Linked DNA regions of Zea mays: all the other regions are linked to region 2. A link is a contact called in public Hi-C data. All regions are on one chromosome and are shown on one strand. The core of a region is the stretch at or near the end of the contact, and the rest is flanking DNA. Distances in the headings are between cores, read along the strand shown. Region 1 holds the start of LOC100277930. Region 2 has its middle 69 kb from the start of LOC103650473. Region 3 has its middle 5.9 kb from the start of LOC100280399. Region 4 has its middle 48 kb from the start of LOC100277930. Region 5 holds the start of LOC103650470 (pyrophosphate-energized membrane proton pump 3).

Evidence for each region. A called contact is a pair of places that touch in the nucleus more often than the background predicts.
Region 1: a Hi-C map of ear shows a contact between it and region 2, with 2.7 times the contacts expected there. The contact joins the promoter of LOC100277930 here to the enhancer-like site in region 2. A contact is called at or near these places in 2 of 25 Hi-C or Micro-C datasets (ear and tassel).
Region 3: a contact with region 2 is called in a Hi-C map of tassel, with 4 times the contacts expected there. The contact joins two enhancer-like sites. A contact is called at or near these places in 2 of 25 Hi-C or Micro-C datasets (ear and tassel).
Region 4: a contact with region 2 is called in a Hi-C map of tassel, with 2.7 times the contacts expected there. The contact joins two enhancer-like sites. A contact is called at or near these places in 3 of 25 Hi-C or Micro-C datasets (bundle sheath, ear and tassel).
Region 5: a Hi-C map of leaf shows a contact between it and region 2, with 5 times the contacts expected there. The contact joins the promoter of LOC103650470 here to the enhancer-like site in region 2. A contact is called at or near these places in 3 of 25 Hi-C or Micro-C datasets (ear, leaf and tassel).

The regions. Positions count from the first base shown.
Region 1 is chr3:120,117,330-120,122,871 of Zm-B73-REFERENCE-NAM-5.0, forward strand. LOC100277930 reads right to left here and starts at 3,063. Exons shown (of 1, transcript NM_001367300.1): 1 at 1,897-3,063. The coding sequence starts at 3,004. The coding sequence ends at 2,027.
Region 2 is chr3:119,838,734-119,844,170 of Zm-B73-REFERENCE-NAM-5.0, forward strand. No RefSeq gene overlaps it. Among protein-coding and RNA genes, the nearest start is that of LOC103650473, 69 kb to the left of the region's middle. Within about 2 kb of position 1,593, at least 14 of the 20 cell types and tissues checked have an H3K27ac peak or open chromatin away from gene starts, as enhancers often do. A contact at or near this core is called in bundle sheath, ear, leaf and 1 more, where this site is marked.
Region 3 is chr3:120,300,204-120,305,928 of Zm-B73-REFERENCE-NAM-5.0, forward strand. No RefSeq gene overlaps it. Among protein-coding and RNA genes, the nearest start is that of LOC100280399, 5.9 kb to the left of the region's middle. Within about 2 kb of position 3,543, at least 17 of the 20 cell types and tissues checked have an H3K27ac peak or open chromatin away from gene starts, as enhancers often do. A contact at or near this core is called in ear and tassel, where this site is marked.
Region 4 is chr3:120,165,241-120,170,594 of Zm-B73-REFERENCE-NAM-5.0, forward strand. No RefSeq gene overlaps it. Among protein-coding and RNA genes, the nearest start is that of LOC100277930, 48 kb to the left of the region's middle. Within about 2 kb of position 1,456, at least 17 of the 20 cell types and tissues checked have an H3K27ac peak or open chromatin away from gene starts, as enhancers often do. A contact at or near this core is called in bundle sheath, ear and tassel, where this site is marked.
Region 5 is chr3:119,565,739-119,571,148 of Zm-B73-REFERENCE-NAM-5.0, forward strand. LOC103650470 (pyrophosphate-energized membrane proton pump 3) reads right to left here and starts at 3,058. Exons shown (of 15, transcript XM_008676058.2): 1 at 2,603-3,058; 2 at 1,525-1,828; 3 at 31-234. The coding sequence starts at 1,638. LOC103652143 (bifunctional nuclease 2) reads left to right here and starts at 5,253. Exons shown (of 2, transcript XM_020550874.2): 1 at 5,253-5,410. The coding sequence starts at 5,337.

The DNA of each region.
Region 1 (5,542 bases), core at 1,813-4,312, 280 kb after region 2:
GAAATTCCTTGCGGAGAGAAAACCCACTGGCGGCGGCGAGCAAGAACTCCACTATGAAAATGAAGAATACACAAGGTGGGAGCCAACATGTGAGGAGAAGCTCTAGATCCCCAAATCACTCTCTCAAGTTTGTGGATTTGGTGCCTCTCAATCTCCCCTCTCCTCTCTCTAAGACTAGCTCTCTCTTCTCTGATTTCCCTTAATGAGCTAGTGCATACCGAACTCTTTCCCCTGGAACACACATTTGCTTGTTTTGCAGAAGACCCCTTGGCTGACCCCATAGTGGATGCGTCCAGCCGACCCCGGTGGGGAAATTGGAGTTGCTGGTCGCAAGGGTCGGCTAGAGCTACTGACCACGACTAAGCTGTCGACCACACTCTTATTTATGCATTCATTAATTGTGATCACTTGAAGCAGCAACGCTAGCTTGCGCTCAATACTTCTACATGTGGACGCTTCGGTGATTGTTAGAATTAGTTAGACTTATTCACCTTAGCTGCTAGCTTTGAGTGCCAATGATTAATGGTTGAGCTATGCTGCAATGTAGATATCACTATAGGAATCATGAAGATTCCCGTCGACCGGATTAACTCCCGTCGGCCAGATGAAAAGCCGACGGGAGTTAGTTAACTCCCGTCGGCTACAGGCCAGCCGACGGGCCTTAACTTAACTGTGTATGTTCTGTGTATGTTATGTGTGCAATTGTGGAGAAATATCTAATTTAGTGTTGTTGTTTCAGAATTATAGGTTAACTCTCGTCGGCCCAGTTAATCCCCGACGGTTTGACCATAGCTGACGGGAATTAACTATTAACTCCCGTCGGCCCAGTTAATCTCCGTCGGCTGACCTGGTCGACGGGAGTTAATAGTTAATTCCTGTCGGCTGGTATGGCCGACGGGGATTAATTAATAACTCCTGGCGGTTGTCCTGGCCGACGGGAATTAGCCATAACTCCCGTCGGCTAGTTAGTGGCCGACGGGGATTAATTATTCCCGTCAGCGGCCGACGGAAATAAACTTATCTCCGACACCCGACGCCTGTCGGCTGACAATCGACGGGAATAAGCATTAAACCGACGGGAATTAGTTATTCCCGTCGGTTTAATGCTTATTCCCGTCGGTTCCTGACCGACGGGAATTAAGTGTTTTCCTGTAGTGTGTGTGTTTCTATTTTGTTGTTGATTGTTGTCTTGTTGACGGTTAATCCATTATGAGTTTCTGTAGTGACTGAAATATGAAGAAGGAGATATTGCGAGAGGTATATTATTTGGAGTGGACGTTGAGAAAACTTGTGCAAATAAATTGTATTGCAATATTTATGTCTATTTTACAGCATGCTTGAATTATTTGTATTTTAATATATGCAACTTTCGTACTTAATTTTAAAATATTAGACTTTATATCTGTTTGCTTTGCCGAATTTACTTCTATACATATAGTTGTATATAAAAATTTTGTTACGCTACACCCTATATGAAAAACCTAGATCTGTCACTGGTTTAGTCACAGTGTTTAATCGAGATTAAAATATCTCTTACTTATTGAGGTTAAAACCTCTCTTACTTATTTGTGTGCTTGCGCGTATTATTATAGTTGTACCAAATGGGCTTATAGTCTTTTGACGTCATGCTAACTATGTTTATGATGCGGCCGCTGCCATGTGTACAGGAGAAAATAAGACCTATAGCACTTAGATATGGATACTCGATTATAAAGACGAAGGGGAGCATCGGATTGACAGCCCATGCTTCGTATCGGGGCTATCGGACCTTGTGTTTTATGGCCGAATATAAGTATTATAGTTATGTTTGTGTCAATGTTTAAAACGAAAATATAATGCAGAATCACTCTCTAAATGCATCATAACTCGGGTCCTCGAAGAGTATCTTTGTGCTTGTTTGGATGCACGCAAATAATCAATGAACTGGACCAATTAAAAATCATATGGACGCGACAAAACATAACAAGACGTACACAAGGAACGGAAATATGGAACGGAGACACGGGGAGCTTAACGCATGCATGCGTCAGGGGAAACCCGGGGCGTTGCCGGCGAGGAACGTCTGCGCGAGGCGCTCGTCGCGAAACCCGTCGGCGGCGGAGTTATCCGCGGCCCAGACGAAGATTCCATGCAGCCTCCCCTGGCGGCGCAGCTCCCGGCACGCCCTGAAGAAGCCCTTCCCGGGGCGCAGGCCGCCGCTGGCGGGGTCCGTCCCGAAGCTGACGAGCACCTTCCCCCCTCCGCCGGCGCCGGCGTACCGGGCGCTCTGCTCGTCGTAGTGGGCCAGGAACTCCGGCACCGTGGTGTTGGACGGGTACGCGTAGAACTGGAAGTTGACGTAGTCGAAGTCGCGGCCGTAGCGTCGCCAGAGCTCGGCGTAGTGCGCCTGCACGTCCGGGTTGGCGAAGGGCGCGATGGAGGCGAAGGAGATGACGCCGCGGGCCCGGAGCGCGCGCACGAGGCGGCCGACGCACTCGGCGAACACCTCGGGCGTCTCGCGCTCCCCGAAGTGCTCGTAGTCCACGTCCACCCCGTCGAGGCCGTAGCGGGTGAGGATGGCCGCGAGCGACGCCACGGCGTTGCCGACCCAGGCGTCGACGGAGGACGCGCGGAACGTGGCGTTGGCGCCGAACACGGTGTCGCCGCCGAGGCTGAGCGCGACGCGGGCGCGGGAGGAGGGGCACTTGAGGGCGGCCACGGCGGCCGGGGTGAGGTTCGCCTCGTCCCAGAACACGGCGAAGCGGCCGTCCGTGGGCACCGGCGGCGCGGAGGCGTTGGTGGCGTTCGCGGCGTAGTCGATGGCGAAGGAGAGGATGAAGTGGAAGTCCACGCCCGGGTGCACCGGCACGTCCGCGAACGTCACGTTCTTGCCCTCCGCGCCGATGTACTCGCGGAACAGAGGGCGTGCTGGCGACGACGGTGCCGCCCAGCTCGCCGCCGCCGCTGCCGTGGAGGCCGCCGCGACTACGAGCGCAGCAGCGATCAACGGGTGAAGAGAAGCCATGACGACGGTAGGAGGTCAGCCGACGACGCTGGCTAGAGATGAAGAAGCATTGACGTTGGTTTCCAACGAATATATAGGAGCGCAGAATCTGGCAGGTCCAGGTGAACTGGGACTTGACCAGGTCAGTAGCTAGTACGTGTTGGTGAGCTGTGTGATCGATCGAGCTGCTGCCGCCTGCAGGCGGTGCACTCAACTTTGGCCGGCAAGTGTATGTGGCAGACTCTCATTCCAATGCAAGCACATTCACCTGTTCCTCCCAACCCTACGTATGTTATGGCCTACAGCTACAGCCTACAGGCCGGCAGCGTGCAGGCGAGGCGACCACGAGTAAAGCTAGACCAGGGACCGTGTGAGGACGTGTGGCAGAGCTTCACACCCATGCTTTTCGGCTTCTGACCAGAGATGGCCAAACGGGCCGCCCGGCCCGGGCCCGGCCCGCCAGACACGGTTAAGAAACCGGGACAGGTCTTCTAAGCCCGCGGGCTTGATTCTCTGTCCGAGCCCGGCTCGCAGCAGGCTTAAACGGTCGGCCCGTTTAGCACGAAAAAGCGGACCGAAAACAGGCTAAGCGGGCCATAAAGCACGTTTTAGTGCAAAAAAGCGGGCTTAACGTGCTTAAAGGTAAACGGGCCGTGCCGGGCTAGCCCACCGTGCCTAATTTCCTATCCGAGTCCGGCCCGCTTATTCGTGCCGGATCGGCCCAGACCCGTATAGAACCGGGTCATGCCGGGCTCGGACCAGGCCCAAACAGCGGGCTTCGTGCAGGACTCGCGGGCCTAATGTTGGCCATCTATACTCTAGCCCGATTCTGACTGTTTCAATCTGTTTTTTTTTACAGTTAAACGATTCTCTTTTGAGTTTGGTTTTACGAAAACCATTTTTTAAATCACTCGAATCAACGTGAATGTAAAATTCATTGAGTTGTCATAACCGGAGAAAACCACCGCTTTCTAAATCCTAAAACATGTAAATCTTTTTATCGTCATATGTATGTAAGCCCGTGATAGCTAGATCATTAGTATTATAGATTCTCGAAAAGCTGTCATATCGAAAGGAATAGCATTTAACCAAACAAACGTTAAAAACATCAATTAATTATTTACATTAGAAGTTGTGAGCTTTAAGAAAACTACTCTCACCATCCTACTTTTCTTTGAAGAATCAAATGGAATCACTCTACGCTACAGAACTAGAGAGCGGAGCTCTTCTTAACGACATCTTAGTAGTTTATATTGTAGTGTCTGTCTGTCTCCATTCTAAGAAAACAAATGAGAATGACTTGTATTATTATACGGACGACGATCCATTTTGAAGCTAGTACAAGCTAAAACTAGCTTTACAAGCGGAGTCAAAAGCAGCTTTTTCTAAAAGCCGATTTTTTTGTAGTGCAAAAATGAAAGCACATCTAGACCTGCTTTTAGCAGCTTTTAGTGGAACTGTGAAAATATATATAGAAGAATTTTAGCGACTTTTAGTGGTTCTCACCAAACGATTTTTAGTTTTTTAGCAGTTCACAGCCCACAACAGCATTTTTCACAGCTCACAGCCCACAACAGCTTTTTTACAGCCACAGCCCAACCAAACAGACCCTAAAGTTAAACCCTTTTAAAACCCTGTCAAAGCTCATAGGTTTTTTTTTGAAAAAAATGGATAAAACGATTTCTTAGGGCTAGTTTGAGAACCTCATTTTTTCAAAGAATTTTCATTTTTCCCAAGGAAAATTAGTTCATTTTTTCTTAGGAAATAGAAATCCCTTGGTAAAATGGAGTTTCCAGAGTAGTCCTTAAAGCACTTCTAATAGTTCTCAAAAGTCACACTCGGTCTTGGTGCTTTAGAAGGATTAAAAAGATATTTGTATCTGTAACACCCCTGGTGTTATAAGAACTAAAACTTGAGCATGACATCATATGCATTTACATGTCATTATGTTTGTTACACCTAGAATGCATCCACTAGGCTAAAAGTTCAAAACAAGTGTGATGTGATGACTTGAAGAGCTTCTTAACCCTAGAATAGGGTACTTGACCAAGGAATAGAGGTGTATGGGTGTGTGTAATACAAAATTGAGTGTTATCTCCAAAGTTAGTGGAAATGTTCATAAGAGACTAAACTTGATGGATTTGAGTGGCACACAAACCCTAGAATACCCAAAACCCTAATAAGAGCCCTAAAAACCCTAATTTGTGCCTTATAAGGTGATTTGAATTTCTATAAATTTTTGGACCAAAGTGCATTTATCAAAGTGGTAGAATATCAAAAACTAAACAACTTTTACATTGGAAATTTTCAAGTGATGCGGAACAAATTGGAGTAAATTGTAAAACTTTCCAAAGCACCTATATGGCTAACTCTGAAATCACTGTGATTGGGCTGACTTTGGGACCTTGTATTTCTTAATCTATGGAGATTCTGCCCCAAGTCATTACAACAAAATGGTAGAGCTATGTTAGTAGTTCAAGTTTGATTAAGTGACTAAGCCTTGGTGCTCTATGGAAAGAAGAGATGAATGGACCTAAAGTTGGGCTGTCAGTCACCACT
Region 2 (5,437 bases), core at 343-2,842:
CACAGGGGCGCAATCAACCTTGTGTTTGCATGGGACTATCACAAATCTTACTGTAGTTCACCGAATGGCGCATTACGACATTAGCTGCTAGCTGCAAGGCTCCAAGACTAAAAAGATCCAACCATCGACTTAAATTCGAATTGGATGCTCTTGAGATGGGAAAACAGTTTGGCCAGCTCTATTTCACTGTTTGCGACACTCAATCACTTAGGAATCACAATGAAGATGAGTGGAGAGGCTTGAGAAGTTCCAATGAAGTATGTGTGTGTGTGAGAGAGAGAGAGCTATATTTTGAGCACTGGTGGGTGCTGATCGAGATGTTACCGCGTTGGGAGCCGTAAAAGGGTATAAATACCCCTCACCTACCTTGTAGATATTTTTAAGGGGCAACACTGCTAGGTTGGGAGAGATATTGACAGGGAGCGACAATGTCGCTCAAGCACAGGTTGTCTGATTGAACTGAAAGTTTATGGAAATATCCTTGAGCCTTTTTTGGTATGTATGGTGGAGTTTGAGCATATTATTTTGCATTCAAACTTGTGGATTGAATGTCCGCTGATAGTATGACTTTCCTGTACTCAAAATACAAAATGAAACTTAAACTCCTTAAGCAATTGGGGACACCACTACAGTGAATATGTGCATCTTTTTGTTTTTAAAAAATATATTAGCTATCTAGTTACATAATCATTATCACAAAAACTCATAATTAGGGTTCCATTGCACTTATAATAACACTTGTGTACATCATATTAAATGTGATTTGTGATATTGCAGTCTGATATACGCACTGTTATCGTAAAATAAGTTGTAGGCATACTCAAGACCACTATCAATATGTGTCTCGCCCCCTTTAGCCACGCTTGGGCATGCTAGAGTATCAAAAAGTACATATTTCTACAACAGGTACCAAATATGTTGTACCTGACAGTGTAGTCTCTAGTATTTATCGATATGATAGGACATATCTACCTCTAAAATAAGTATGTCTGTCACCATAATAAGACATCATCAATACTATCACACGACCAAAGACATAATATTGTGCACGACTCTATGACGAAACAAATAAGAGAGTTATTGGATCTATGCGAGACTAGATATGATTCGTTTTGGCCTTTTGTGCATGGTACCTAGCGCTGCAATATGCACATCGATAGGATTTGGATGGATCATGAGTGATTTGTTTACTAGCATTCCAAATGAAATTCTGAGGTCACGCGAGCAAACAAGGACGGAGGCAGCTGTATGGAAAGGTTTGGCAACCGCCAAACCTAACATTTATACCAAAGACTAGTATATTATGTGTATATGTACATGTACGTGAAATACAATACATGATGGCGGATACATGCACAATATTAGATGGATGTATAAGGAGAGATGTAAGGCAGTGGGTTACATTTTCTATAGTGTTTGTACGAGAGTCACACGATAATGAGGTGAACATCAGAATAATTTTTGGTGGTAACGTGATCCAAAAAGTTAAGTAGATGGTGTTTTCCTGTCTCATACTGTTTTAAGCTCAAACCAAACACAACGGGCTGGTCTAATATCTGGTGGCTGGTGGGCATGTTGTAGAGCTCATGGGCCTAGTTCAAAAGCCCACGATCCACGATAGAAGCCACGGTCTCGTAGTGGGTCTTCCTGGCCGATGGGCTGCTACATGTCCGTATATCTCTAATCTCTATCTCTAATGTCTAACTATATTTTGAGTTTCTTCGTATATGGTCTCCCCCAGCGAGTATAGAAAGGGAATAAATTTTCTCTCTCACACCGGATATCAAAACGTTTGGCTTCTACCACCACACTCGTGTTGATTAGTTCAACTAGGTCGTACAACAGAGATCTAGCTAGTTAACAAAGATGATGAATTGGTGTTCAAGCATCTCTATGTAGTCTTCAGTATTTTAGATGCCAATGTTTTTTTTACTTCTGGATTTGCGTACGTTGGAGTATTTGCTAATCACAATGTAATATCTCTATCTCATCTCTATATCTACTACTATAATGTGTGGGGGTTTCTTTGTGCGTCGTCCCCCTCCCACGCGTGTCCGCTAAGGCGAAAATTCGAGAAATCACGCGCTTGCTAAGGTTTAAACCCACATCGCAAGGAACAAACTAATGTCTCCTAACAACTACACCACTTGTTGGGTTGTGCTATATAAAGGATAGGTATTATAAATATATATACTAATAGTTTTAAAAAAATGTGACGGACCTATCGGCACCACGCGAGTCGAGAAGACGGTCCAGACATGACACGGGTCCATTTGAAATCATATCAGGCTAAGCCATGACACTATATAAAATGGGTCGTGCCTCCTCCCATTTTGTCATTTTAGTACCTCCACCCTCACTATCCCCAATCTCGAGAGCGTTAAAAAAAGCGAGAGAGAAAAGTTTATCTTGTCTAACCCCACACCATGTACTGCGTCATTCACATTCACCTAATCTATAAGTTTGGTTCATGTTTGAATAACTATCTCATTTAAGCAATGTCTCCTTATATGATATATAGATTCGCAGCGATGCATGAGCAACTAATTAGTACATATCTAGATAATGGTCTAGTGAGTCCTTACACTATACATTCATGGTTGATCTTTATAAACCCGCCATACCTAAAACTTGTTTCCTGCCTCCAAGACTGCAAGCAACCACGACCAGGGTCGGCTCTAGCCCTAGGCAGGAGGGGCGACCCCTAGGGCCCTAGCAACAAGGGGCCCCAATTTTTTAAAGACTAGTTTCAATATAGAATTTTATTACACAGTTTTTAAAAATACTATATTAATTTGTGTCTATAAAATCGCGTATCCTCTAGATGGAACTCTCTCTATCTCTCTTATTATTAAATTCTTATCGTGTCCTATAATACAATTATAACTCTCTATCTTCTTATTAAATTCTTGTTATGTCATCAAATTTAATTATATGGAAAGCTATTTAAATAAGATAAAACTCAAATAAAATCTCCACTTAGAAATGCCTATTATCAAACCAGCCTGCCCAATCGTCTTCTCCTGAAGGTATATTCATATATGCATCCCTGATTATATCATGCATCGATATATAAGTATAGTAGTATTTATTGGTATTTATTTTGCCTTATGAATTTAGTTCTACAAGGTTGCTTAAGAAGCACTTATTTGGTGCTTAAAAGAGGAACAAAAGAAAGAGAGATCGTAGCCTTAGGTGAAAGAATTTTTTCAAAGTTATTGTTGAAAAAATATTTAAGGTCAATTATATCACAAGAAAGATTAAATAGCTTGGCAACATGTTCTATCGAGAACAATATATTAAAAACATTGATTTAGACATTATTCTTATATATTTTGCTTCAAGAAATACTTGACAAAGTTGGTCCGATATTTCCCAGTAGTGTTCATCGGACTGCCAGGCGATTCAACGTCGTCGGACGACCTGCCTGTTAAGTAACCCTAGTTAGGGTTATGTGGGCAAATACCTGCTTTGCCCCTAAGGGGTCTCACATATCTATATAAAGAACTTGTACACCCCTTCATATTATAGAGAAGAGAAAGAGGTCAGAGGCCCAACCCTATATATATCCTGTATCTTGTGTGTTTCCTCTATTGGGCTTATTGGAAGGGAGACAAGTTCTCTACAGCTTCTTGCGCCTCTACTGCTGACGGGAGGGAAGAGAGCGGATCTGGTGATCCGTGGTAACGTAGTTCTCAACACGTTATCAGCACGCTCTACCTGGACGTTGCTGCGGGATCGGATCTGCATCACCTCTTCATCAAGCCGGCAGGTCTCTGGCCTAGCCGAACTGTCCTACGCGACAGGCTTCGATTTCACCTCTACGCAGTCACGCGGTATACATTTCTAGAATAGATGTACTCTTCTTGATCTGTTCCTCGTAAAAGAAAGGAAAATCAATGGTCGGATCCACACGGCGAGATCGCTCGTAAATCAATGGTCTGTTCTTTTTAAGTTGGTTGGATCTACTGTTCTTGATTTGATTATTATCGAGGAGATGAACAGATAATCCGCTACGGCACTCTGGTTACATACACAAATAGCTCGCCCCTGATGGGTGTTGCGCCCGCGATGTGCGGTCACATTCAACGGCTTTGCAATTTGTGCGGCATGCCAGCACCATTTGGCCGCGGATCCAACCACTTGCCGACACACTCGTAGAACTCCATACGTTATCTGTGCGCGGTTGATGACTGCTGCATGCCTGCAGGCATGCCTGAATAAAATAGGTGATACCTTTTCTCGGATTCACATGCAGCCATGTATGCAATAAGATCTAATAGGAGGTCTGTTGCGGCTTCATGCGTTCCAAATGACGTGATCTATAAGAAAAGGACTTTTGCATGTGACGTCTTATATTTATGCATTAATTTTGTTGTTTATTTTTCCTGTATTTATTTTTCATAATAAATACTTAGCAGAAAATTATTAAAATATGTGAAGGCTATACTGCACATACTTAAATCGCTCTAAATTTTTATATTATGTTGAGCTTTTATACTCGCGTCGAGCGATTAAATTGTATAATGGGTACTTAGACACGCCGATCAGGCTGCGTTGTTAATCGACTGAGTTATGTCATTAGCTGAATATTGACTGCGCCCTGGCAACACGGCGCAATATTTGTGCCGTTCGAACTTGGCTGCGTCATTTGATTGTTATGTCGCGCTCTCCATTAATCGGATTGCTCCCGTTGAGTCAGACCGTCATCGTCGAGTCGCGTATTTTTTGCATGCCCTGTAGGCACTGTTTGTCTGACGCGAGCCACAATTGCGCCTGTTGCGCACGTTGCGTGGATTTATCGTGTACCCCAATTACTGAGCCATAATTGTGCCTATTGCGCTTATTACGAAGACTTGCTATACTGTCGTAGCCCTGATGGCCACACACACGTTGACGCCAGATACGCTAGAACTTGTACTCGCGTGGATTGTGGTGGGTTGTTCAAGCCCCTAAAGTCACATTATACGCAACCTTCATAAACAATTTTGTTTGGCTCTATATTTTATTTGACTATGTTGTGTGGCGTTATATATTTATTTATATTGCCAAGTGCCCATAACAACTATATCAAGCTCTATAGTGCTTGAATAATCTGGGAAAATTAAATTAAAATATCTATAAAACACAGATAAGTTAATTCTTCGCTCTCTCCTCATGCATAAAGTTTTACTCGAAGTAACCCGAAGGTATATAATATAATGCATGAAAGCCTTTTCGGTATAAAAGACATCACATTGGGATTCTATTAGTAAGCAATATGACCTTACCAAATGAATAAAGGCTAGAAATTTCAGTCATACATTGCTCAACCAGATGTTGGCACATTGCTATTTGTCGCTGAACGACATGAAGCGAACTTTGAGATAAATGGCTAGTACCTCAGTAACACGAAGTTGCGAGTATACCAAGAGGTTATTCTGAGAATTTTTTTCAC
Region 3 (5,725 bases), core at 2,293-4,792, 460 kb after region 2:
TTCTACTTGTTTGAGTTATTTGGCCAAAGACTCACATGTATGCAGATGGAATAAACAATTAGAGAAAACATAGAAAATATATGAAAAAGAAATCAACTATTGGCATGTTCCCGACGATGGAGCCGTGGATGGCGATGGAGCACACAGAGGTGGGCGGTCGTCGGAGCTCAAGTGCTAGTGGCGGTGTGCGGAGGCTGGGTGCGGGGTGCGGTAGAGACGATGACTGCGTGGAGTGAGTGAGTAAAGAAGTGTGAGAGAGAGTCGGCTGGTTAGGGTTACATAAACCTGTTTTGCCGAGTGCCCGAGATCTAGCACCCGAATTTTTTTAAATAACACTTTGCCGAGTGTTCCGAGGACGACACTCGTCATTTTTTTTATAAAAAACTGAACGTCACCTAGAGGGGGTGAAACCTGAAAATTATAAACTTTAAACACGAACTTCACTCGGGTAAGGATTAGAAACAAGTAATAACAAAATCGGAGTGCATAAGAGAGTTCTTCTTGCTATGAGTTGCTCAATCATTGCAGATAACTTTGGGAGCTAACTCAAAATATTGTGAGCAAGAGAACTTGGAGAGAGGGGAGAGGAAGAATCAAATCATAGGATAATGATAAACACAAATGAACACAATGATTTGTTTCCCGAGGTTCAGTTCCGAAGAACTTACTTCCTGTTAAGGAGGCCATGGAGGCCGAGTCTTTTTCAACCCTTTCTCTATCTCAAATGATCACTTAGACCGGTTGAGTGCTTCTTCTTAATCTCAAGGATCACTAAAACCCCGCAAGGACCACCACACACTTAGATGTCTCTTGCTAGCTTTACAAGTCACTAGAGAATTTAGAAGGAGGTGAAGAAAGCACAATTAAAAACCAAGCAACAAGAGCAACAAATGAAATACGAATCACACTCTCTCAAGTCACTAATCACTAATGATCACTTGTCTTAATTGTGGCACTTGGAGAGGTTGGAAGCTTTGAATGTGTATTGGAATGGATTGCTAGTTCTTGTATTGAATGTGTATGAGTAGAATGCTTGGGTGTGTTGAGTGGAGGTGGTTGGGGTTGTATTTATAGCCACCAACCACTTCCTAGTCGTTGCCCCTTTTCTACCAATCGCGGACGTCCGCGCTCCTGGTCCGAAAGGTCCGCCCCTGCCCCGTGTACATCAACGACTGAAATCTCAACGGTCAGCAGTAACGGCTATATCAACGGCTATAGTGCATTAAATACGTCGTCAGATGTTAGACACAACAGTCGCGGACGGTCCGGTCGTGCAACCAGGATGGCCCACGAGGACGCTAAAAATGCATTTTACTAAACCCGTCACCTTCGAGGTTTTATGGTTTTTCAACGACTGGACGGTCCACGCCTGAGGCCGGACGGTCCGGGCTTGGTCCCGGTCGATGCTTGCTTCTCGTTCGGACAGTCTGTAGTGTTAACTCATGTTTTACATAGTTCCTGTCCAAGGCACACCTTAGTGTCATGGACGGTCCGCTAGAAGGGCCTGGACAATCCGCTAGAAGGGCCGAACGGTCCGCGCACAGGTGAATTTCCAAAAAGCTTCTCCTGTCCGGAATAATCTATGGTATTCCAGACAGTCGACTTAGAATTGATGAAGATTAACTTATGCACCTGAGAAATAACCAACTAGGCAAACTTGTTAGTCCATAAAATTTGTGATGGGTGTCAAACACCACTTCGTTGAAGGCTTTAGGAAGACACTCGATAAAGTAATTCTTTGCCGAGTGTCACAGACGGACACTCGACAAAGAAATTATCTGTCGAGTGTCTTCTCTTGACACTCAGCAAAGTTTATTTACTTTTTTACAAACTTTTTCTATTGTGTAAATACAGCCTATGGACCTATATGTTCAATTTTGGCACAATTATGAAAGTGTTTACTATACCTATTACATTTAATTTATTTAATTGAATTTCTTCAAATAATTCAAATTTGAACTGCAAGTCGCTAAAAAAATGGAAAGCAATGAATGCCAAAATGATACTCATGTTATTGAGAACAAGTCACGACCTAATTTAGGAACAAAGCACAAATTTTGAACACCATGTTCATGTAACATGACCACGAAGTTGAGATCTAGTTGTTAAAAATTGTATAAAACACAAAAAGTCAGAAAATCATGAAACTTGGTCGAGATGTTATGATACCATATGTAGAGGGTGTGATAAAAATTAGACATTGTTTCATGAAAGTTGTCATATCCGGGTATGAGCACGGGTACAAAGTTTTACCCACGGGTATGGTCACGGTTGGGTAGGAGTAACCCCGTGGGTATGGTCGTGGGCGGGTATTTACTCTACCCGACCTGAACCCGACCCATTGCCATTCATATCCCCATGTTGCATCATCTCTTCTTGTAGCTGAATCTGTAATATTTTGTCATAATGTTACGATAATGCAAAGAGAAGATATATAATAATAAATGAACGACGAATAGGTAAGGAATAATATGGAGTTCATGTATTTGATGCTATGAGTTGTCTTGCCGAGATGGTATGATTGGACCTAGGCTCGTGCTCTTTGCTCACATATGAGATAAGTAGGAGTGGAAGACGTCTTTGCCGAGAGCCATTTTATGCCGACCGTTTGGCTCTCGGCAAAAACGATCTTCACCGAGTGCTTTATTATGGTGATTATTTCATTTGATAAAGTAAGTTTTTGTTAAGTGTTCGATAAATTACATTCGTCAAAGAGTCGGATTCATACGTTAGTCGTGTTGGTGCAAGAGGCCGGGAATCTATCCACCGTCGTGCAGAAGTACTAACCCCAAGTAGGGGTGGATATCGAGCTGGCTCGGCTCGACTCGACTCGACTCGAGCTGGCTCATTAAGATAACGAGCTGGCTCGACTCGACTCGTTATGTTAACGAGCTAAAGATCCAACTCGGCTCGACTCGTTTGCCAACTCGAGCTGGCTCGTTTAGCTCGCGAGCCAGCTCGATAATACCATGTCTAGTGTCTACGAACGGATATAAAAACATGTAGCAAAAGAAAACAAGGAGATCTATTTAGAAAAAAGAATAGAGTTTGCAACTTAAGATTCCACACTCAACAAAGAACAGGATTAACTATAGTAGAGTACAAGATTAACTATTTTGGATCGGAGATTATTGTGATTTGACTAATTACTCTAACTCGTTTGGCTCGCGAATCAGCTCGCGAGCCAGCTCGAGCTGGCTCGTTAACGTAACGAGTTGAAATACAAGCTCAACTCGTTACAAATTATAAACGAGTCGAGTCGAGTCGAGCCACTGTCGAGTCGAGTCGAGCGAGTTAACGAGCTACAAGTTTTTGGTCAAGCCCTAACCCCAAGCAAAGCAACGTACGGTCGTACCCCGGTTGATGGATAGTTGACGGTTTGACACTCTAGGTGATGGGCTGGCAGCGGCAGGTCCTGGCACCGTGTCGCCGGCTCGCCGCGCACATGCTGGGTGGATGGGTGGCTGGGCTGGATGCGACTGCGACTGCGACTTGATGGACCGGCGGACCGTGTCTCCCCCTGTCCAGCCGGCCCAGCCCAGCCCAGGTGTGCATGCGGTCTGCATACGACACTGCACGGTCTCGTGGTCGCATTGCTCAGTCTGTAGTACGGTGTGGAAGTACGTGGCAGCTCGACGATCCACTGCAGCCGGCAGCATGCACGCATTGACTTGTCAAAGTCAGCGAGATGTACGTCGGTCCGGTCCTCCTCGGCCCTGTACATACTACTAGTCTACTACTCGCAAACTGTACAATAATTTGGTCTCTAATACGCTCTTATTTTTCAAAGCTTGTTTTATGCTTTGTTGCCTACCTTTAAGGTGATATTTATTTTGCTATTGATATATACTACTTATTAAGGCTGTAAGGGTAGTCTACCGTTCTGCCTTTGTGCAATCTCAACTGTCCGACTCGCATGTGTCAATCTACACCGTCCGACTGCTACGGGCTCAAACTCTGTAGCGCGTCCTCCACGGAACCGCCCACGCCGCCGCTCCCTTCCTCTCTATCACCGCATCTACCAGCGCACTCGTGCCTGCTCCCCCGAACCCGCCTCAGGACGCCCTCCGAGTCTCCGACCCTCCCGTATCGCCGCAACTTTGGCCCCCGTCCCATCCCCGACCACGTCCATCGACTCCATCGTCCACCGCCTCCACAACCTCGGCCTCGCCTCCTGATAGTCGCCTAGAGGGGGGTGAATAGGGCGAAACTGAAATTTACAAATATAAACACAACTACAAGCCGGGTTAGCGTTAGAAATTAAAACGAGTCCGCGAGAGAGGGCGTGAAAAACAAATCGCAAGCAAATAATGAAGTGTGACACGCGGATTTGTTTTACCGAGGTTCGGTTCTTGCAAACCTACTCCCCGTTGAGGAGGCCACAAAGGCTGGGTCTCTTTCAACCCTTCCCTCTCTCAAACGGTCCCTCGGACCGAGTGAGCTTCTCTTCTCAAATCACTTGGGAATCAAACTTCCCGCAAGGACCACCACACAATTGGTGTCTCTTGCCTCATTTACAAGTGAGTATGATCTCAAGAAAGAATGCGAAAGAAAAGAAGCGATCCAAGCGCAAGAGCTCAAATGAACACTACAAATCACTCTCTCTAGTCACTAAGGCTTTGTATGGAGTTGGGAGAGGATTTGATCTCTTTTGGTGTGCTTTGCAATGAATGCTAGCTCTTGTATAGTGGTTGGAAGCTGGAAAACTTGGATACCATGAATGGTGGGGTGGTTGGGGTATTTATAGCTCCAACCACCAAACATGACCGTTGGTGGAGGGTGTCTGTCGTATGGTGCACCGGACAGTCCGGTGCACACCGGACATGTCCAGTGCGCCAGCCACGTCACCAATGCCGTTGGATTCCGACCGTTGGAGTTCTGACTTCTGGGCCCGCCTGGATGTCCGGTGCACACCGGACATGTACTGTTCAATGTCCGGTGCGCCAGAATGGGCGTGCCTGACTTCTGTGCGCTTCTGGCGCGCATTGAATGCGCCTGCAGGTGACCGTTGGCGCGAAGTAGCCGTTGCTCTGCTGGTTCACCGGACAGTCCGGTGTACACCGGACATGTCCGGTGAATTATAGCGGAGCAGCCGCTGCGTTTTCCCGAGGCTGGCGAGTTCTGGAGGCCGCTCTTCCTTGGAGCACCGGACACTGTCCGGTGTACACCAGACAGTCCGGTGAATTATAGCGGAGTGCCTCCGGAAATTCCCGAAGGTGGTGAGTTTGAGTTGGAGTCCTCTGGTGCACCGGACACTGTCCGGTGTACACCGGACAGTCCGGTGCCCCAGACCAGAGGTGCCTTCGGTTGTCCCTTTGCTCCTTTGTTGAATCCAATATTTGATCTTTTTTTATTGGCTAAGTGTGAACCTTTTACACCTGTATAACTTATACACTAGAGCAAACTAGTTAGTCCAATTATTTGTGTTGGGCAATTCAACCACCAAAATTACTTAGGAACTAGGTGTAAGCCTAATTCCCTTTCAATCTCCCCCTTTTTGGTGATTGATGCCAACACAAACCAAAGCAAATATAGAAGTGCATAATTGAACTAGTTTGCATAATGTAAGTGCAAAGGTTGTTTGGAATTGAGCCAATATTAATACTTACAAGATATGCATGGATTGTTTCTTCTCTTTTAACATTTTGGACCACTCTTGCACCACATGTTTTGTTTTTGCAAACTATTTTGTAAACCCTTTTCAAAGTTCTTTTGCAAATAGTCA
Region 4 (5,354 bases), core at 206-2,705, 330 kb after region 2:
CGTGTATATCCAAACATAACGGATATGAGGATTGAGAGAATCGACCAAGTATTAGGAGTATAGTCAAATAATTATTATATTCCTAATATGTTAATTGTCTTTATTTTAAATGTTATTTTAGTTCATTTGTTCGCTTGGAACGTTTCACATACAACATGCTTAAAAGTATTACTACTATTTAAAATGAGGTTTATTCACATGTGGGGGTAAGATCTGTTGTTACCTGTTGCTTAGTAGCTCTATGTGCTAAGTTGATTGCAGCTTCATGTGGATCAAGCCATAGTATGGTAGTTCCTGCATATAGAGTGCAAAAACTATTCTATTTACATTTTTCAAGTTGACTTCCATGACACATTAGTAGGACATGAAGTTCCTTCCATGACATACTTTTGGTTTCACAATGGCTACAATGAATGGATCAAAAAGTGTATTTGTAACGTGCAATGGTGACAAGAATATGAGCACTCTAATGCACCACCCTTTTGGTAACTGGGCTGATACAGTGAGGTACGTTATCTAAATGCCACACTTTAGGTAATACAAGTTCAACAACTAGAAAATCTTGAAGTTTATATCTATTTATTCTTTATTGATGCATAATGTATTCTCCAATGAGGCAACGACATAGAGACTTAGACTCTTTGATGTACCCTGCTGCGCACACTGCATCTCATCGATTCTTTTCTCATTTGTGTTGCTACAATCACTATTTCGCAAGATCGTCGTGGTCCTATCGGGAACGGAGATGCTCTAGCGAAGCTGGAGGACATGGTGGACGTGAACCTGAAGCTAAAGCTGACTTCTAGCCAATCCAACTAGCAGCAGCAGCAGCAGGCGGGGAGTGGATGCGCCTGCTAGAAGAGTGCTAGCTCCGCGCATACGCTCGCTCGACAAACGTGTGTTGGTAACCATTTCATATAGTGTTATAATTACTGTATTTTATTCCTGATGTTTGTTTTGTAGTTGAAACTCACATTGTTTTCTCATTTCTATCTCGATTTTGTATGCCGTGACCACGAAAGACCAAATGTTTTCTTGTGGTTTCTAAAAATACAGCTCTCGATTGTTGTGATTGTATGACGTCGCAACGCACAGACAATGACCTAGTATGATATATAATAACTGTAGCAAAGCACGACATATAATAAAACTAGAATCGGTCATTACTCCTGTTACGGTTTCGATTCGGGTGACAAAGGTAGCTGTCGCAGCCCACAGCGGTGGAAGCCCAAACAGGAGACGGCCCACGCGGACCCCGAACACGATCAGACGAGCAGTGCACGCGCATGCGAGCGAGAGGCCATGTGACGCGCCAGACGCGACGGAACCGCGGCCGAGGCGACGGCCCAGTAGTAAAGGCCAACGCTCGTCGATCCCGCCCGGCCGGACAGCCAGCGGTGTCCGCGGGCCTGGGCCGGCGCCCAAGATGATCCCGCACGAGCGCGCCCACGTGCCCGAGCCGGCCGTACCCGTACGGTAGGGCGTTGGCGCAGTGTGCAGGCGCAGGCAGAGCCACCGCGGCACAGCCTGGCACTGCGTCTGCCTCTGCCGCGGCGCCGTCGCTCCTCTACTGCATGCACATGTGATGCGCCCGTGCGATCTTCGTGTCGGTGCGTACGGTGCCGGAGCGTCGCTTGTGTCGTCAACCTCTGTGTGTGTGGGCCCGGTCATCCTTATTCTAGGTCAATCCACAAAGAGTGTGCAGGTCGTCCACTCGTACACCAGACCGAGCCGACCGGGTCCGCGTGCGGAACGGGTCGCCGCCCGGGACGGTCTGGCCGTCAACTCAAATCCTCGGAGGCTCGGACTCGGCTCTCCTCCTGAGTCCGGATCGGTCGAGGCCCACCAGGGTGGGTGCTGCGCGCGTGCTCGGCGACCGCAAACCCATGCGAACGGGCACCGCCTGCGCTGATTTTTTTATTATTTTAGCATTTTTAATTAAAACTTTACGGGGATGTTTGGTTTAAGGAATCACTACATCCAAATTGAGGTGGTGCATCATGGGTTCATTCCTCAAATTTGGTGTGATAACATTATTCCTCATATTAGTACTAACTAACTACATATTAGGAATGAGGTGGTGATGGATCAACTCATTCCATTCCATAAACCAGATAAAAATAGTGAGGAGTGGGAAGATGATGGACTAGCTCATTCCTCAAACCAAACACTCTATACGTTTACAGAGACTAGTATCATGTTTGATCCTAGTCGATGATGTAGTGAGCTGTAACATCCACACTGAATGGCTCAACGTCATAAGTCATAGCACTGTGTACCTCGTGGCGTACACCTCGGTGCTAAAGATCTTCACGTCGAGCTCAATACCACAAGTTTTGGCTCCAAGCTTCTATATACCTATAGCTACGACGTCATTTTCTCTTTCGCTGTTGTTGGCGCTAATCTGGACGTCAATCACTGTGATGTGTATAGGCGGCGGTGCTCTTTGCGGCAGCATGGATAATCCGCGACTTAGGGCCGAACAGTCCGCGACCTGGCGCAAAGACGGTTCTTCCTTTCGGTGGAGCTGGACGGTCCCGTCTATTGGCTGGATAGTCCGCGTGTGCGTAGGGGCGACGGCGTTCGCCATTAGCACCTGGATCTCGCTCCCGGGAGGGACCTCGTCGGAGAGGAGAGATCCTAGGGTTTGTCTTGGGGTCGGCAAGACACCTAAGGCGTCTCGAGACGATGTAGAGTCGTCAAAGATAGGTGAAGATTGAGGTGAAAAAGACTGTGTTACTGTCTACTCTAGGACAAAAGGTAAAGAATGGGAGATATATTTTTATGCATTAATAACTTAACTAGTAACTTAAGTAGTTATAATAGTTAGTAATTTAATAACTAACTTAGTTACTTAGTGAGTTATGTAGCTAGTCACTTAAGTAGTTATATAACTAACTTAGTTACTCAGTGAGTTATTTAGCTAGTCAGTGTTCCGTTAGTTAACTAGTTAGTATTAGTTAGTAGTAGCTAATTACTTAGGTATTTATTAGTTAGTGAAAGCATCTAGGCCCCTGGTTGGTTTTAGTGATTAATGACAACGTAATGTTATATGTGACTAATGTGTATTTTGCAGAGACAAATGGTAAGTTAGGTCGCATTATAGGTAGAAGTACTACAACGGTGAAAACAATCTCAGAGATAAGAACTCGAAGTGACGGCTAAAACGACGAAACAAAAGGTGAAGGACTACGGAGTCCGAGTGTCAAGGAGATGTGGACACTCGTGATTTAGTTAGGTCTTTTATTCTCTTTTAGCCGTACTATAAAGAGGGGTTGTCGATGAGTAGTTTGACCAAGAGAGTTCTAGTGTAGTGTTGGTGCACAATCACAATCACATATAGTCCTAAGTGTCACTCTAGAACTCACTCACAAGTTAGAACGAAAACCGATTTAAAAAACAGCTGAAAAACAAGAAGTAGGGTTTCTGGCCCTAGGGCACAGGACTGTCCGGTGTGCACCAGACTGTCCGGTGCACCCTCTGCCAGGTGGGGCCAGGCTGGCCCGGGGAAGACCCTTCCCCTCGCAGGAACCCGAGAGCGCAGGTTTTCAGAGTTGAATTATAGTGGCGCACCGGACAGTGCACCGGACAGTGCACCGGACTGTCCGGTATGCACCGGACAGTGACTGTTCACTGTCCGGTGTGCCATGAGTCCAACGGCTACCTGTCAGAACTAGCCGTTGGAAACGACCGTTGGCGCACCGGTGGCGCACCGGACTGTCCGGTGCGCCAGTGCGCAGGAAAATGCTGGTAACGGCTAGTTGGTGGGTGAGGGCTATTTATACCCCTCCACCCACCATATTCAATGTCTTGCACCCCACATTTATTCCAGCACATTGCTAGAGCATTGCAAGCACCAAAAGCCTAGTGAGGAGATTAGAGAACGCGTTTGTTCCTCATTAGCGCTAGCGAGAGCCACCTAGAGCACACACCACTTGCATTAGGCTTCTCTTGGTCAAGCGAAAGTCTACGGCTTGTTACTCTTGGTGATCGGCATCACCTAGACGGCTTGGTGGCGTTGGGAGCTCGGTGATCACCGTGAAGATCTTGTTGGTGACCCGACTCAAGTTTGTAAGCGGTATCGAGGGATCCACCGCGCCGGAGTGGCAAAGGATCATCTCGTAGTGAGCACTTGGTTCTTGCGAGGACCAAGGGGGAGCGATACCCTTGCGCGGGTGCTCCAACGAGGACTAGTGGAGAGTGCCGACTCTTTGATACCTCGGGAAAAATTGGAGGAGTCTTCTAAACCTTGTTTTACATTCCGCACTTAATTCAAGCACTTTACATTGTGTATTTGTTTAAGCAAGTATTTGAAGTATTGTCCTAGCATTATTGTATTTCTAGTAGTACTATCTTAGTGCTAGTTGTTGGGGTGAAGTTGGGCTCTTACTTAGCTCTTGTTTAGCTTTTAATTAGTGTTGATTTTTAGAAAAGCCCAATTCACCCCCCTCTTGGGCATCGTGATCCTTTCAATTGGTATCAGAGCCTTGTTGCTCATAGATTAGCTTAACCGCTAGAGTTACGATGTCCGGTGGGGATGGACCTCCTCCCGTTTTTGATGGTGACGATTTTCCATATTGGAAAATTCGTATGGAAGCATATTTAGAGGCTATAGACATTGGTGTCTATAAAGCTGCCACACAAGGATTCCCCGAACCTAGAGATCCCACAAATCTTGTAGGTGATGAGTTCAATTATGAGAAATGGAATGCTAAGGCCAAAAACACCCTTTTTAGAGGCCTTTGCAAAGATGTATTCAATAGAGTAAGAAATCATAAAAATGCTCATAATTTGTGGATGGACATTTGTGCTCTACATGAAGGAACACGAAGTGAGCGTGAGGAGAGATATCACATAGCCATGAGAAAGTTAAATTCTTTTGAAATTCTTGCTAATGAAATTGCCAATGCTATGTACTCATGTCTCAATATTCTTGTAGAGGAAGTTAATGGATTGGGGCTTACTCAAATATCACAACCGGATGTTGTGAGGAAGATTCTCAGTGTCCTCCCAATAGACAAATATGGACACATTGTCACTGTGCTACATCAAATGGATCTTTCAGTTACCACACCTACACAGATTTTGGGAAAGATCAATGCTCATGAGATGTACATGCACATCAACGACAAAGAAGAATCATCTTCCAAAAGAAAGGATTTGGCTCTCAAAGCAAATCATGAAAGAAAAGGAAAAGCAAAAAATACAAGTTGAGGAAGAATCCTCAAGTGATGATGACCTTGATGCTAACATTGCCTTGATGGTAAGGAAGACCACCAAGATGTTGAAGAAGCTCAACAGAGAAGGCATCAAATTTGATTCAAGAAAGAAGAAATTCTTTTCCAACAAAAGAA
Region 5 (5,410 bases), core at 1,808-4,307, 270 kb before region 2:
CAGTGAGCTGAATTGAGGCAGTTTTTATACCTCGGACATTTCTGGAGGTCCTTCGTCCTTAGCAAGAACCCACTTTGTAAGGTAGACAGAGAAGAATAGACTGAGAGTACATATACAGAACACAAAGACCAGAATTGGTGATGTACTAGCTCCCACATACAAAACACCACTGAAGACCAAAAGAGAAAGAATAATCACGGCACGGGGATTTACCCTCATCAACAAACGGAAGGCCTGTATAGCAACCAAAATAGACAAAATAAGAGACAAACGTAAAATATTTGACAGTTGCTCGTGACATGTTAAAAACAGTGTGTCGAGATGATCAATCAGCAGAAATGCACACTTCAAGATTTTTTTTATTTATCAAAATTTATGACATGAAATATCCATAAATCATACAAGTTTGAAACATAATATAATGAATCAGTGCATATTTCGATAGGAAAAAAAAAGCGGCTGTCAACCAGTGTTGCCTAAAGTACTTCAATTCAACTCATTTGAAATCCCATTATAAAGAATATAAGAGTGTTACAGTGGCCAGCTCTTTTACCTGAATGACCATTTTTGGAATATGAGAAAAAGAGGATATCTTTTAACCTACCCTGACTTGCGACTAACAGGATTTCTTTAATAGATAGGACCAAAGTCAGAAAGGCTTTGTTGTCATTATTGATGAGAAAAAAGGGATATATTTTATTTGGCTACTTTATGTATAAATTTCAAAGTATAAATATATAGTTAAAACAAAGAAAGATGGAAAGAAATGATGTAGTGTCCATAGTGTGCTAAATTGTTCTTTGGTGTACACTTTGATAACTGTCAATAAAAAAAACTCGACATGCAAGGGTAAGACAGTCCCCGAGCATTAAAATAAGAAGACCTTCTCACGTAGGTCGAGAAACCCCCCGAATCCCTGCCCCACCCATACACGGCGGCACCGTAGCCCATGTGAAACGACCTAGACCGGGCCTTAGACCTGTGCTTTGGAGTAGAATAGACGAAGGGATTTTCATAACCACAGCCTGAAATTCGCTACCACGAGGACTCGAACCCAGGACCTAATAAGTGCTACTCCATAGCCTGAAATTCGCTCCCACGAGGAGTCGAACCTAGGACTTATAAGTGCTACTCAGACCACCTAACCAACTCAGCTAGAGGTCCTTTCACGATAATTGTCAATAGCCATATACATTAAAACTAATGAAAGAAAAATAAATAAATAAATAAATAAATAAATAAACAGTGTGAATATTTCTTTCCCATCCAAAATAAAATAGTGTGAATATAGCAACAAAAACAGGGACATTCCACAATGCTTTGTTTCAGGACAAATACCATGTACTTGCATTTACTAGCATCAACATCAACATAGCCTTTTAATCCCAAGCTAACGAGAACGAAATACACACACAAAGTGAGCACATGACATATGAATGGATGCTAAGTTTGTCCTTTTCAATGTAGCCACAAAAGTCAGTTATGTATTTTTAAAGGTGGAGAAAGCTTAGCAATAGTCCATACCAGCGGTACAGATGATTTGCTTCGTACTGTTGAAAAAGCCCTTGGTCTTTCTTGATACGACCTTCCATTTTCCATGTCCTCTTCCATCATGATGGGATATGAATTTGCCCTCATTATTACTGGAAAAGGAACCAACTCCCCACCTTGGGGTAGGTCGCTCCCTGAGCCCTGGCGCTGATTTTTTTTTAGTCTATGTCAGACACCTCTCAAAATTAGTAAGCCCTGAAAGGTAAACACATCCAGATTTTCTTCAGCCTCAGTGACGAACTTCTCTTTGATTCAAAGGGTCCTTTTGCCGTCAAGTCTACAAGATGATATTAGCACGAAGCTAGGTATAGTGAATCTTCTATAGAATCACAATAATCAAACACAAAGTACAATTGTTGCCTAAAACATAAACTCCGGTTAAATAAAATAAAGTACAGCAACAGAGTACCAAGACACCTTCTATAATAAAGACAACTGAAAAGTATAGTCTTCATTGGACACACCTGAAATCTATGTAGCACAGATATGGATACACTCATACATGAACGTGGCATTTAGCAAAAATAGACAATACAGAGATATGTTTCAGTATTTGTTAAATGTTAAACAATAAGGCACGTAATTGTAATAGTGGCAGCAGCAGCCTATAGCTGGAAGGCTTTAGTTGGGCGAGATCTAACAAATAACAGATCTCTTCTCTGAAAGTTTGCACAGTTAAACATCTAGCAGAAAATATTGTTCAAACTTCATTTCTGCAATCAGGATTAGTGTCAGGTGATGAATAATTTTCAGGCAGGTAGCAGTTCTAAGTTCAGAGCGAACCAAGTAAGTTAAACATCTAGCAGAAATATTGTCTGCTCACTTCTGCGATCAGGACTAGGACTAGTGTCGGGTGAGGAATAGTTATCGGGCACGTAGTAATTCTAAGTTCAGAACCAGTAAATAAAGGGGTAAAACATCCTGTGTTCGTAACCACATGGATATAGAAACAACAGCAGACCGAGCAAAACTGACAGTAGTTCAATGTCTAGACTGTAGAGCGGGACATGCCTGACATGGCTACGGGAGAGGGAGCAGGGTGGGTTCTCACCGCTGCTTCACGACGGCAGGTGGCGGAGCTCGTTGCGCGCCGCGCGCGTGCAGGCGTCTGCGAACGGGGCTCCCGGGACGTCCGCGGCTAGCAGGCGGCGTGCGACCCCGGGGCGGATGTCGCCTGCTGTAGCTCGTGGCGCGGTGATGGATCTGGTCCTTGCCGCGGGCACGGGAATGGATCTCGGAGGAGGAGGCGGCGGCGGCACCGACGGGAGCAGTCGCCGGGTCACTGGAGAGGGGCCACCCCGCCGCTGGCGTCGCGCGAGGATGAGCGCGGCAGCTTGCTGGCAAAGCAGCAACAAAGCAGGCCGCGGATCTGCGAGGCGAGGGAGAGCTTCTCCGAGACACGCACACAAACAGAAACGGAGGCAGCAGGCATCTCCAGCGGACCGACGATCGTATTCCAAATATTTTGTTTTGAGAGAATTTGGTATTTGCCGTCACCACAAAACATATTCATAAAATTGTCATCAGTTCGACATTTTATAGACACGGATGGCCCCACAATTCATAGACACAAGAGTAATATTAACAAGCAGACAACGTTTCAAGTGATAGAATTTCAATTATTTCGTTTTATATACCATAGATTACGGCAACAACTAATATACAATCAGGTTTTATGTGCAAGCGTGCAAGCGAGGTTCCTGGTTCATTAGATTATGCAACAATATATCATATTTAACAATTAAATCATTCCACCGTCAGCTCGTATAGATTTATAAAAAACCCCTAACAAACCACGATCATGTCTACAGTTAGATCATGATCTAACGGACTAAAAGGCTCGTTTGCACTTGCATATAAGGTCTGATTGCATATTAGTTGTTGCTATAGATTACATTTTTTAAAGAGTGGAGTTTGAAGCAGTGGCGGATCCAGAAAGCCTAAAGGAGGGACTACTAAGACAAGTTTAAAATTTTTATTCTAAGTATTATGTTAAACCATCTTTTTTATGAAAAACTTATCCATCCTATCTCTATAAACATAAACATTAATTTTATTAACTAACCTAGTAAATAATTGATGAAACAAAATTAATTAAAATTACGATAAACAACTAACCTAGAGTTCTAGGCTGTTGCAGGCATGCAAATATGCTGGTGCTACTCTTGTGCCTGGTGGTTCACTGTCCAATAGTTCTTGTCTGCGCCTGGTAGGTAGTGCGCTGTACAGGCTGGATGCTGAACAATGGTTCTAGCTTGCTAGTTGCTAGTGCACTGCTTTTAGGCTGCTAGCTACTGCATGCTAGGTTGATGGCATGAGCTGCTCTTGCAGCACGGACAGGGCTAGCGCACGATGTTGCTGCATTCTAACGTAGTGCAGAGATGGGGTCGTGACATGGGCTGCAGCCCGGGCAGCCCCGGGTCTGAATCCACCACTAGTTTGAAGTAGAAAGTGGGAGAGAGTGAGATAAGTTTGTTGGAGATATTAATGGGAGGATGACCACGATGAAGATGGAAAAGAGGTGGACTATAGTGTGGAGTCTCTCCGACCCACATTACGAATTAAAATAAAATAAAATAAAATATAGGAACTATAAATTATTACATAAAAACTAAACATCTTCTAAATTCTAATATATGTCTTTTTCTTGTGGAGGAAAACTCCATTCTTACGAGTATTTACGAGTATTTCGTGGATATTCCTTAAAGAGGATGGATCTTGTTCTTATCCTTTCAACCAAAAACATGAAAAAGGGAAATGGCTCCATTCTATAGGTATACATTTAGACCGAGTCTGATGAGTTGATTCAAAACGCAAAAAAACATAGCTCAGACATGGCACGATCTGAAATATTTTAGATCGGTTAGACCGGCTCGATGCATCAAACTGTAAGTGGGCCGATATCACGGGCTATGGGCGGGCACGACTTACGACTTATTTAAGGCAGGCACGAAATGGCCGGTACGGAAAGGCCATATCTCTACTACTCTTAAGAAGATACCGTAGGCGTCCACATTGTCTGGCGCACGGTTCTGCCTGCCCCTGCCTCCGACATTCTCCCCTTGCCCCGCTCTCGGCCGCGCAATTCCAAGAACCCTCCATCATCGCCCCACCATCATCACACTATCCATCACTGCCCGCAATCATCGGCCCGCGCAACCACCCCATGCGTCGATGTCTGCCCCGTCCCCATCCCTGCGTTGCCCGCGGCCAGGGGGATCCACAGCCTTCACTGTGCCGCCGCCGAACCACACCTTCGCTCGCGGTGCCTCTGCCCCCGCTCTCGTCCGCCGCCACGGGCGCCGCATCATTCCCGCCCCTCCCTCACCCATCCCCTCCGGTCATCCCGCCACCCCCCGCGTCGCACACACCCCGCATCTGCTCTCCTGTCCCTTCCCCTCCAGCGATTTCGCCTCCCACCCGTGCTGCACACACCTCGCCATCACTTCTGTCCATCCCACCTCCCCCTGCGGTTGTGTGCTGCACACACCTCGCCGTCACTTATGTCCATCCCACCTCCCCCCGCGGTTGTGTGCTGCCCAGCCCATCTCCGCTCCTCGACAAGACCAATGGCGGCTGTTGCGTCCTCCGCTCTACACGCCGTTGGCGCCGTCGCCTCCGCCAAGCCCAGATCCGTCGCCCCCGGTATCTGTTGTAGCATAGGCGCAGGCCAAGAATCATTTTCTGACTTTTCTGCTTCTTGAGGTCACTTGGTTATTCCTGCACAACATTATCTGGACACGGATATTTATTTATTTGTTCCATTTTTTCATGGAGGCAGATTGATGGCGATGGAGGTACCTGTTTTCTGCCGTCCTGCAATGCAAGTGAAACTGCCTGCTGCTGCGCTGATCAACAA